Regions from separate parts of the Zea mays genome. Here region 2 is linked to region 1. A link is a contact called in public Hi-C data. All regions are on one chromosome and are shown on one strand. Each heading gives the region's core, a stretch centred on a gene start, on an enhancer-like site or on the middle of the called end of the contact. The rest is flanking DNA. Distances are from core to core; before and after follow the strand shown.

Region 1 (6,073 bases), core at 1,159-3,658:
GTACAGTCTACAGATAATGTTACGTTCCCTGATATCCAATGGTACTTACAAACGAACTGACAAATTCTAGGAGCATGGGATAACTTCGTTTCTCCAAAGCATATAACTACAACACAAGCAACCTCCCTATTAGTTCTGTACAATTCCGCAGCAACATTAATTCTTGCTGAGGATTGAAGTTCGCTATTTTCATCATTTAGCAAGCTAATGTTCTACCTACTGCAGACACCTGCTTGGCAATCCAGTATATGATAGAGACGGGCACAGCAATAAATCAAACCAAGGGTTAGCAGGTGTCTGCATACTGGACCTTCGATTTACCAATAAACCAGTATATGAATAAACCAAGTGTATATGTTGCATACTGGACCTTCGATTTACCAATCTGTCCATTATGATCAGCGATTAAACCGTAAGGTTTAGGAAATTTCTGCAGTAGGTGCATGTGATCTCATTCAGATGACAACTCAAAAGCATGGGCAAGTCGCATAGAAGAGGCTATTCGGTAGCCATTTGAGATTCGGGGCAATAGGGTTATTCACCTTGCAGCACAACCATGAGTTCTCCACCTTGGCTGAGCACACTGTCAAGGAACCCAATCACGTTTTCTTGGTCCTTAAACTGCTTGGGTTCAGAAAGATCACTGTCCAAATTAAACCAGATGCCATCAATGCGTCGAATTGCCACCCAATGCCTGCCAGTCCAAAGCCCCCTGAACCTCCTGATAGGTACATTGATCACCAGGCCTACCAATGTTTCTGCATTCAGATCAACCGATGATGCCCCTTTACGACGATCATGCCAAACCACCTTCTTGTTTCTAGCTTCTAATGCTGTGATGAGAACATTCACATCATAGTTCCCAGTTATAACATTGTGGTGAGGTTTAAAAATGAATGGTAGAGGAGTCCACTGGCCCTTGTTTGGATCATTGAGAACAAGATTTCCAGCGATGCCGTCCAACTCAGCACGGGTGAAACATTCCTTTTCCTGAACCTCAGAAAACATAACTGACACAGTTAGTCTACAGAAGTCAGATAAAAGTATGGCACACCAAAGTAAGAAACATATTACAAAGAAAAATGAACTGCCGTTTTCAGAGATTCATGATTTCATAACATATCTATTGGGTAAGCGAAAGAGCAAAACCATTTCTATGTACGTAAATCATAATATTGTTTATTTTTAGAAGAATATACAAGTCTAGGTGCTCTGCAGCAGATGAAACCAGTGGCGGATCAAGAACCAGATCAAAGAGTGGGCTGGATTATGGATTGGGGAGGCTAGAGATGGCCATAATATGAATGAATGGAGCCACCGCGAAGATGATGCGCGAATTGCAAACATGTGTGATGGCCTGATGGGTCTGCAACGTGCTGTGATGCGCCCGCGTCTTGTAATTGCGGGCCCTCTTTCTATGACTATGCTGAAATTACTACAGGGTACTAAGTACTAATTGGGTTGCTGGACCGGGGTTGCGGCTCTGCCAGCTCCGGTCCTGGATCCACCCCTGGGTGAAATGTCCGTGAATGGTGACCATTTTTATATGCTTTCGTGAATTGTGAATTGTCCATGTTGTTTCAGTAACCCAGACTACATAATCTTTGAAGCACCTTGCAATTTAACACATAACCAATAGAGTTAACGAGTCTACATGATCTATTTCTCCCGGGTTTATTAAATTCATGTTTCACAAGCAAATCTTGCCAAACTTTATACCACCGACGGGTGAAAAAGAAGGGTGCAGAACGGATGAGCAGTACACATAAATGTGCGTCCAAATAGCATGATAAACATGCAGTAACCAGCTGGATTCGATTCAATCCATATATAAATATGAGATAAACTAATGGAGTGGAGCACAACGCCCAACTACTAACAATTTCAACAAGCAACTCAATCAGTCCCTCTCTGGAAATCGATAGTCACCAGGGGCAATTTGGAACTAAAGAGGATATGCATGGGCCAAATTTCATCTAAAGGAAGCAATAAGCACCGCGCGCAAATAGAACATAATCATGAAGTCAAGGGGATACAGATAATGGTAGAAATTAGAAAGAGATAGGATCCACCTGCATAAGGTTGTTGAGAGCATGGAGGAGACAGAATTGCAGCCTCTGCCTCTCATGATACACCTTGCCGCTGCCGCTTTCCCCCGCGCCAGATCCTGCCTCACCTTGCTTTGCTTCCGATTTGGCTCCCGGTTCCATGCCTCGATGCTCGATGGGGCTGGGTCGCTGCCACGCAGGGACAAAACCTGAAACCCCACAGGTTACGCGCCGTCGCGCCCCACTCCGCGTCTCCGCTGCCCGGCTGGCCGTTTTATCGGCGGCGCCGCCGTTGCAGCGATATTAGGCTGTCCACTCATGAATTTTTATATTATATTTTATTCTAGTCAGCAAATCCTCTACTCTACCTCACAATCTTCAACATTAATATTTGTTGGCGGCCTTCGGCTTCCGAAGGTCCTCAAAAACATGATTTAACAATGTTTTCCAAGTGAAATGTGTGAGCAGGTATCTTCGGAATTGGATTACGAGTATATAAGATTAAGGCCAAGACGAAGCTTGAGTGGGACGGAAGGTGATTGTGACGAAGGAAAAGATCATTACGAAGCTATGCACAGAAGAGCTTTGACATAACGGCGGAAAGGGAAACCGACTTAAAGATGAAAAACCAGATTAGACCTCGAAGAATTACTATAGAGTTATTTATAAACGTAAAGGGCATTAATGTAATCTTGCATGGGCTGCGACCCGCGCCTATAAATAGATGAACAGTACTCCCGTACTGTTCACGCTGACTCGACATTTGCTTTTGGCGCCATACTTGTATTTTCACTCCTTCAAGCCGAAGGTACATTTGTAATTTAATATTGTTTGTACAAATAAGATAAATGGAAATAGATTAATAATAATGTTCACAAAAGATTATATTATTTTCTGTACTTTATATGAATGTTCTTCATCTTTCATCATGATCATGAAGGCATGTCTTTCATAATCTTCGTCCTAGATTCATTAGATCCGAAGGGAAATAATGACCCGAAGGATGAAGGGCTTTGGCATTTAACATTTTATGTTGCCTTGTTCTTGATTCATAGCATTTGAGAACAAGTCCCCAACATTGGCGCCCACCTCCGGTGAACTCACTTCCATTTTTTGAGATTTGAATACCTTCGGCAAGCATCACCTTCGTCATGCCGCCGAAGAAAGCTTCAGCAACAGGGGCTGCCACTCTGCAGCCGTTGGATCCCAATCAGGACGTCCTTTCCCTTAGGGAGGTCCGAAGCCAGGAGAGGAAGGCCGCTAGTCCAACACCTCCGGAGGATGACTTGGATCAGGAGATCCAAAACCTAGAGATCCTTCAGCAGCAGGTGCAACGAAAAAAGGAGAAGATGACTCGTTTAGCTGATCTTCAGAGACAGATAGATGAAGCTTCGGAGGAGGTTCGTCATCTTGTTCAAGATGATCAGAACCGAAGGCCTCCGCGCAGAGAGCTTCATCAAGAAGGTTTTTACAATGAGGACGACTGGTATGAAGATTTCCATCATGGAAACTTTGCTTTCGATGATGCTTCTCCTCTTTCAACAGAATTGCAGGCTACACCATGGCCCCAGTCTTACAAGTCACCCCAGCTCCCCATGTACGACGGTCGTACAGACCCAAAGCAATTTTTAATGAGTTATGAAGCAACCATATCTTCGTATGGTGGCAATACTGCAGTCATGGCAAAGTCTTTTGTCATGGCCGTCAAGAGTGTCGCTCAGACCTGGTACTCCTCTCTCCGGCCAGGGACAATCACCTCTTGGCAGAAGCTGAAGGATATGTTGATAACCAGTTTCCAAGGATTTCAGACAAAGCCAGTCACTGCTCAGGCTCTCTTCCAGTGTACCCAGGACCATGAAGAATACCTTCAGGCGTATGTCCGAAGGTTTCTGCGTCTGAGGGCACAGGCGCCAACAGTGCCCAATGAAATTGTCATTGAGGCCATGATTAAGGGGCTTCGGCCGGGACCTTCAGCGCAGTACTTTGCCAGGAAGCCACCACAGACGTTGGAGAAGCTGCTCCAGAAGATGGACGAATATATTCGAGCTGACAATGACTTTCGCCAAAGAAGGGAGGAAGCATTCAGGTTCTCTGAAATGACCAGGGGCTTCGGAGGAAGATTTCACCCGAGGCACGTTAGATCAATTCATAACTCTACTCAAACTGATGATCGAGGGAGTCAGCAGCAAAGGCCACAATACTCTTCACAAGCTTCGGGCCAACAACAAAGTTCTTTTCGGCCGCCAGCGCCAAGGGGCAGAGGCGCCAGGGGCTTCGGGGGAAGGTTTGGAGATCAGCCTAGAAAAATGTATTATCTATTCTGTGGTGAAGACAATGGCCATACCACCAGGATGTGTCACGTTACCATCCAGAAGCAGAAGGAGATAGCAGAAGCAACTGCACAACAAAGTCAGCCGAAGCAGGTCATGCATACTGCTTCGTATCATTCGCCTTATATCCCAGAATATGTAGGCAACCACCCCGCAGCTTCTGTTGCTTCGGCAAGCCAACCCCAAGCGTCCTGGCAGCATCCTCCACCACCACCGCCGACGCAGCGAGGACAACAGCCAGAAGGGAGTCAGAACAATCACCTTCAAAGAAACTTCAGAGAGGAGTCCGAAGCTCGCACAGTCAATAGCACTGTGCCAGAGTCAAAGCACATTTATTGATAAATATCCTACCTCAACAGCAATTTGTTCGTATTTTTAAATTCAGTATTACCTTTTTGTTGATAAGGAACAATTATGGGAAGTTTAAGTGTCTTTTATCGTTCTTCAATTTCTTGTAACACTTTCGTATTTACCATAATAAAAATATGTCTTTTCCATAGGCTTGAGTTGCCGAAGCATACGAATTTATGGTGGCATGAAGGACCTTTGTATTGTCAAAAAGTTTGTTCTAACGGACACAGTGCAAATTGTTCGAAACAGTAAAAAGTCGTTCCTAAGGGAGCGCAGAGTAAGTTTTCTAAATCTACAGCGAAAAATAAGCGCTGATTCCGCCGAAAGTAAAAGGCGAAGAAGCTCCTAAGGGAGGCTTACAGCGAAAAATAAACGCTGATTCCGCTGAAAGTAAAAGGCGAAGAAGCTCCTAAGGGAGGCTTACAGCGAAAAATAAACGCTGATTCCGCTGAAAGTAAAAGGCGAAGAAGCTCCTAAGGGAGGCTTACAACGAAAAGTCAGCGCTGATATAAGAAAGTATGTGTGCTCTATTACAGGGACTTATATCTGTGGCACAAATATCATTTTTGCATAACATAACATCATTACATCATTTTTGCATAACATAAGCATCATACAACATATTGCATGTGGAACAAGAAGGGGATACAATGTTGATCTTCGGAAAATATTTTGGAAAGGAGAAAATCGTGCTAAGGCACAAGACAAATCGAGATGAAGTATAGCCTCATTAGTAGGGCAACACAAAACTTTTTTATAGCTTCGGAGAATATTTCATGAAGCTTGGATATTCTTCATCAGAAAAGTAAGCAAATTCTTGTGATATAGAAAAGATTTTCTTCACGAAGCATGAAAAGAAGGGAAGGTGTTTTTTCGCCAAGGGCTCAAAAAATGGTATGTATGCACAATTTCATGCATCGTAAAGAATTAAGTTATAAATAGATTATATATTACATTCAAGGTTACAATATAGTACACATGTTATGTTCCAAATGTTTCTACAATAGTGTTTAATCCTCCTTGAGAACTATCTCTGCAGCTTCGTTCAGTAGCTGGTCGACAACCTTGTCCATAATGGCTTCGGCCATTTTTCTAATTTCATCGTCCCCCTTCGGGTAGGGGCCCGGAGATGCCTCAGCAGGTTCTGAGGGAAGAGAAGATACAGCTATTACAAACCGCGAACAAAGTCTGGAATTAAAAGTTACAGCATAATAAAAACCACTAATTAATACCTATTTGCCCTTCGGGCTCTGTACTCTTCTCGGCAGCCTCTGCTACTTTTCTAGCATCGTAGATGCCTTTTTCACTCTTTTGAATAATTTCTTGCGCCATTTCTCGGCCGCC
Region 2 (6,073 bases), core at 1,297-3,796, 260 kb after region 1:
GTCCCAAAATCAACTCAACCACTTAGTGACTTGAGAGAGAGAGATTTTGTGTTCATTTGTGCTGTTGTCGCTTGGATTGCCTTTCTTCCTTCCCATTCTTATTCTTAAGTGCTTTGTAAAGCTAAGCAAGAGACACCTAAGTGTGTGATGGTCCTTGTGGGGTCTTAATGACCCGTTTGATTAAGTAGAAGGCTCATTCGGTCTAAGTGACCGTTTGAGAGAGAGAAATGGTTGGAATAGACTCGGCCTTTGTGGCATCCTCAACAGGGACTAGGTTCTTTGGAATCGAACCTCGGCAAAACAAATCATCGTGTCCACTTGTGTGATTTGCATTTGATTTGTTTGCTCCCTTTCCTCTCTCTAAAGTTTCCTTGCCAATATTGATTTGAGTTTGCTCCCAAACGTCACCCGCATCATTTGAGCAACTCGTGGCAAGAGAAACAATCTTCCACCTCAGATTTAATTCTAACGCTAACCCCGGCCTTAGTGTGTGTTTAAGTTTATAAATTTCAGGTTTTACCTATTCACCCCGCTAGGCGACTTTCAAAAATTTAGAGAGAGGAAAGAAGGGAAACAAATCAACTGAAGACCAATGCAAGTGAACACAGTGATTTGTTTTTACCGAGGTTCGGTTCCAAAGAACCTAGTCCCTGTTGAGGAGGCCATATAGGCCGGATCTATTCCAACCATTTTCCTCTCTCAAACGGTCACTTAGACCGGATGAGCTTTCTCCTTAATCACTTGGGTCACTAAGACCCCGCAAGGATCACCACACACTTAGGTGTCCCTTGATAGCTTTACAAAGCACTTGTGAGAATAAGAATAGAGGAGGAGAAAGCAATCCAAGCAATAAGAGCAACAAATGAACACAAAAACTCTCTCTCAAGTCACTAAGTGGTTGAGTTGATTTTGAGACTTGGAGAATATTTGATCTTTGGAATGTGTCTTGGAGTGAATACTATTGCTCTTGTATTGAATAGGAACTTAAGAAATCTTGAATGTCGTTGAAGGAGGTGGTTGGGGGTATTTATAGCCTCCAACCACTTTTTAGCTGTTGGTTGTTTTTGCTGGCGATAGACACACCAGACAGTTTGGTGACGCACTGGACAAGTACTATTCACTGTCCGGTGTGCGCCACGTCAGCACGTCCGTTGGGATTTGGAGCGACTTGATCGTTGGAACCCTTGTCCTGTAGCTGCACCGGACATGTCCGGTGCGCTCTGACTTTTCTGATCTGAACTCTGACGCGCACTGTTCACTCTGCAGTCGATTGTTGGCGCCAGGTTACCGTTGCTCCGTTGGCTCACCGAACATGTCCGGTGCACGTCGGACAGTCCGGTGAATTATAGCGGAGCGCGCCCAGAAGAAACCCGAGAGTGGCTGGTTTGAGTGGAGCTCGACCTGGTGCACCGGACACTGTCCAGTGCGCCATTTGCAGCACACACTCAAGTCCTTTGCTCCAAATTAAATTGAGTCCCCAACTAAATTTCTCTCTTGGTTTGTGTTAAACTTTATGCACCTGAGACAAAAGATATCTAGGCAAACTAGTTAGTCCTCGTGGTTTGTGATGGGCGTCAACCACTAAAATCGATTATAGGAAATGATTAAGCCCACTTCCCTTTCAAACATCACTCGTAAGTGTTCGTGGGATTATATGATATAAAAAGCTATTTTCAGATGGTAGTGATGGATCCACATCTTTATTCGGATGTTAATTTTTTTTATCTTTTTTCTTCGATTGTGAATAAATAACTATAGAATTTGCTTTATAAAATTATATTCTTATTTTTAGCATTGAGTTTACTAATATTCATAAAAAATAAACATTAAATTGGTTCTATATCTTTTTAAATAATTGATATAAAATTCGGATACAGATACAAATACAGATTCAGATGTTTTTTTCCGTTTTTTTCATTATAGACAGAAAATAATGCATACAAAAATATAAACAATTTTTTATTCTTGTATCTTATAATGTTCTTAGGGGGTGTTTGAATACACCATAGTTAATTGTTAGTTGACTAAAAAATTGCTAGTGAAATTATAATTAATAATTAAACTACTAACTAGAGTGTTTGAATATCTCCGACTAATTGTAGTCACTAACTGTTAGATTTAGTGTAATCAAACATCCACTTAATGATATGACTAAAAATAAGCTTTACATTCTATATAAATATAAGGGAAATTTGGATCCATACCATTAAAAGATCACCACTTTGGATCTATACCATTAATATCTCACTTACATGTGGGTCTACATGAGTCAATGACATGTGGGGTCCATGGTATATATCTAAAGTTTGGATCTTTTAATGGTATAGATCCAATTGTTCTTAAATATAAATATATTTATATTAAAATATTAGATTTATCATATAAATCAAATGTTTTAGAAACATCCTATAATATGGAGAATTTACCGTTGCCGTTCCTGGTCGTGAATTCCCGTTTTCCGTCCCGTCCCACCGGGCAAACGCACGCCAAATTGCCAATCCAGCTTGGCGGTTGGATCCAGCAATCCATACCTTCTCGGCTTGTCCCTCCGTCCTGTCCTGCGTGCGACCCGACCCGACCCGAAAAGTCCCACTAGGCTAGACAGACAAGCCTGCTCGCCGGAGATCTCCCGCTCGCGCGGCGCGGCCCCTCGCTCCGCGACCATGGCCTCCGGGCAGGACTCGTCGGGCACCACGCTGATGGATCTCATCACCTCGGATCCTTCGGCCACGTCGACTGCCGGGGCATCGTCGCAGCAGCAGTCCTCCTCGGGCGTCGGCAGCGCCGGTGGCTCCCTTTTGGGGAAGCCCGTGGCTCCGGCGGCGGATCGCAAGTCGAAGAAGGGGACGCTGATGCAGATCCAGAACGAGACAATATCCGCTGCCAAGGCGCTTAACCCCGTCAAGGTCCTGCCCCAGCGCAACAGGAAGAAGAAGGCGCGTCCCCTCCCCTTCTCCCCGGATTTTCATCCTCTCTTCATTCGCATTCCAGGTCTCATGCTGTAGTTTATGCTTCTCGTTCAGCCCGTCTCCTACGCACAGCTGGCCCGGAGCATCCACGAGCTCGCCGCGACGTGCGACCAGGTTCGTCCGGCTGCTGCTTCGGTTTGGTACTTTGATTATAATTTCATGATGCTGGCTTGGATCTGTTAACTTTATCTGCTCTTGTGATATGCCTTTTGTAGAAAAGTTCCCAGAGGCAGCTCGTAAATAGTGTGTTCCCCAAGCTTGCTGTGTACAATTCTGTGGATCCTTCGGTGGCTCCATCTCTTCTCATGGTAAGCTTTTCCTGTGCCCTTCCTCGACTGCTTCTAGCTATTTTGTGGAGGTAGGACTTAGATCAGTCACAGATACACACCAGCAAGCAAGGTTTTAAAGTCGGCTAGTCGACTCTAGTCGCCTGAGCACCGATAAGGTGACTAATCGCGATTAGTCGTCGATTTGCTCGATTAGTCGACTCCTAGTCGTCCACCTATAGCTGACCCACATAATAGAGGCCGGATTAGCGGCCCAAAACAGACATAACTAGTCGACCATAACCCCTAGTCGAACGACTAATCGCGATTAGTCGGTAACTAGGACGACTAATCGCTACCTAGTCGCTCTAGTCGAGTCGTAGACCCTAATCAAGCTTGGACTAGCGATAAGGCCGACTAATCGCGATTAGTCGGACGACTTTAAAACCTTGCCAGCAAGGATAGCACTGTAACGGCATGTGTTAAATTATAGTTTTTCTCAACTGGATTCACACCTTTGCATGTCTTCAACAGAAATTAGATACTTAGATAAATGTGTTGTACAGAAATCATATACTTAGCATAGACCATGGTCATGATAACCTTCAATATTATCGATTATTTTAGGTATTTCCTCTCTATCATTACTTCGACTCTCCTTTGTATTTGCAGCTCCATCAGCAATGTGAGGACAGAAATGTTCTGCGCTATGTATACTACTATCTGGCCCGTATACTGTCAGATAATGGTTCCCAGGGTTTAAGTGCTGCTGGTGGCATACCCACGCCCAATTGGGACGCTCTTGCAGACATTGATGCCGTCGGGGGAGTGACACGAGCAGATGTTGTACCGAGAATAGTTGATCAACTTTCAGCGGAATCCTCGAGTGATGATGTTGAGTGTATGCCTTTATACTATCTCAGTCTACATCGAAGTTATAGTATGAAAAATGTATTTCTAATCATACTTTTGGCCACTTATTAAAAAAAACTTTGAGTATTTCACAGGGACTACTTAATTGAACCAAATTTACTTGCCCGCATTTCTTGCTTACTTTTTTCAAACCAAACTTATGATCTATCTTCTTATTCTCTTGTTGGGAATTGGTTTCCTCTTGGATTTTTTAAAAGCAGTACAATAAGAATGTATATTCCTGGAAAGTATTGCATAAGAAAATCAACTATTATGATCAAATTTATGAAATACCTCAGTTGAAATTTGTAATCTGAACATATTTGTTGCGAGCAATAAGAATCAGTGTCATTATGAAAGGCTCAGCAAGACAGTTTCCATGCCAATTTAAAACAATTAATGTTTCCATCCTTTCCCTTTTAATTCCGTTGTTGAATCATGTTTCTTTGTTCCTCATTGTTCTTAATTATGGATGCTGGTCCTTTGAAGTTCATGCACGGAGACTTGCTGCTCTGAAGGCCCTTACCTCCTGTTCCACTAGCAGTTCTGAGATGATGGAAAAGCTAAATGAAATTGTGTTTGGCATCTTGGAAAAGGTTGGCCATCCATAATTTCAGTTGTTCTTTGTACAGTTACATTAGTCTTTAAACTACTTTTCTTAGCTCCTTTTCTGTTTCCCTGGTCTGTGGCACTAAAGTTGACAGTGTTCTCTACATGATATATCTGGATACTTTCAGGTAGCAGATACTAAACAAAAACGGAAAAAGGGTATTTTTACTAAGCAAGGTGGTGATAAGGAGGTGCTGTTTCGTTTCAAGAATGTGCATTTATTTTTGGTGCTGCTAAGGACTCCTGTTTGTATACCATTATTGACCTTGCTAATTATAAGCATGAAAAGGCAGTAAGGCACCAATTACTACAGTGCGCTTAAACTTGCAGCTCATTATTATCTGGCTAAGATGATGGGCCAACTTAGTTTATTTGATCTGAAAATTGCGAGTCTTATGTTCTGAACTCAATCTTGTGACACTTTTATTTTATTTTCGTAGTCTATCATACGTGGTAATTTGCAATATGCTTCTCTAAGTGCACTGAGAAGGTTTCCACTTGATCCCGGTAACCAAGCATTCCTCCACCGAGCTGTGCAAGGGTGAGTCTGGACTTTGTAAAACTAGTTTTACCACCTTGTATTCTGGACCTTATTTATTTTACAAGTTCTCAACTATTCAATACAAGGGCAGAAGCATTATTTATGGTTTCTTGTCTTTGGTTGTCTTTATAAATGTGAAGAATCAAGAAACCAATATTGACGTGACTTCTGAACCAGTTACTGATTTATTAATTTATTATTATGTCATGTTTCTGTATTCAACTATCTATCAAGATGAACAGCATTATAAAAACATCTACCTGTTCTATGAAAGATCAATCCATGTCTGCAAATGTATGAACATGCTGTTTCATATTCATTTTCTTCTCATTGGACTTGATATGACTGCAGGATTGAATTTTCCGACCCAGTTGCAGTCAGACATGCATTGTCAATAATATCTGAAATTGCTGCGAAAGATCCATACTCTGTCGCAATGGCATTGGGTCAGTTTACTGTTTACTCACATACTGCTAACAATTGCTCACGTTGTCTATTTTATTTTGACATGCATAAAGAACATATGCCATTATGGTTTAGAATATTGTTGATCTTCCATGCACTGAAAATAGTAAATACTAACAAGCCAAATGTAACATTAGACTTCAGTTGCGATCCTGATTTTTTTTCATATTTAGTCAATTTGCGATGAGTCTTGTTTCATGCCATTTATGTGGTTTATAATCTCATGTATGGCTTCGTTTTATGCAGGCAAAAGTGCACAACCCGGTGGTATGCTTCCTTTTTCTTCAGCATCTTTTGTTAGTCTTCTTTAA

What was found. Hi-C and Micro-C count contacts between places; a contact is called where the count stands out from the background.
Region 2: a Hi-C map of leaf shows a contact between it and region 1, with 5 times the contacts expected there. The contact joins the promoter of LOC100274171 here to the promoter of LOC100282423 in region 1. A contact is called at or near these places in 4 of 25 Hi-C or Micro-C datasets (ear, leaf and leaf mesophyll).

What each region holds. Positions count from the first base shown.
Region 1 is chr1:38,222,048-38,228,120 of Zm-B73-REFERENCE-NAM-5.0, forward strand. It overlaps LOC100282423, which reads right to left and starts at 2,409. Exons shown (of 2, transcript NM_001155334.2): 1 at 2,073-2,409; 2 at 1-990. The coding sequence starts at 2,210. The coding sequence ends at 535.
Region 2 is chr1:38,477,628-38,483,700 of Zm-B73-REFERENCE-NAM-5.0, forward strand. It overlaps LOC100274171 (SH3 domain-containing protein), which reads left to right and starts at 2,547. Exons shown (of 25, transcript NM_001360553.1): 1 at 2,547-2,936; 2 at 3,024-3,083; 3 at 3,185-3,277; 4 at 3,908-4,136; 5 at 4,637-4,743; 6 at 4,885-4,947; 7 at 5,197-5,297; 8 at 5,649-5,743; 9 at 6,009-6,029. The coding sequence starts at 2,664.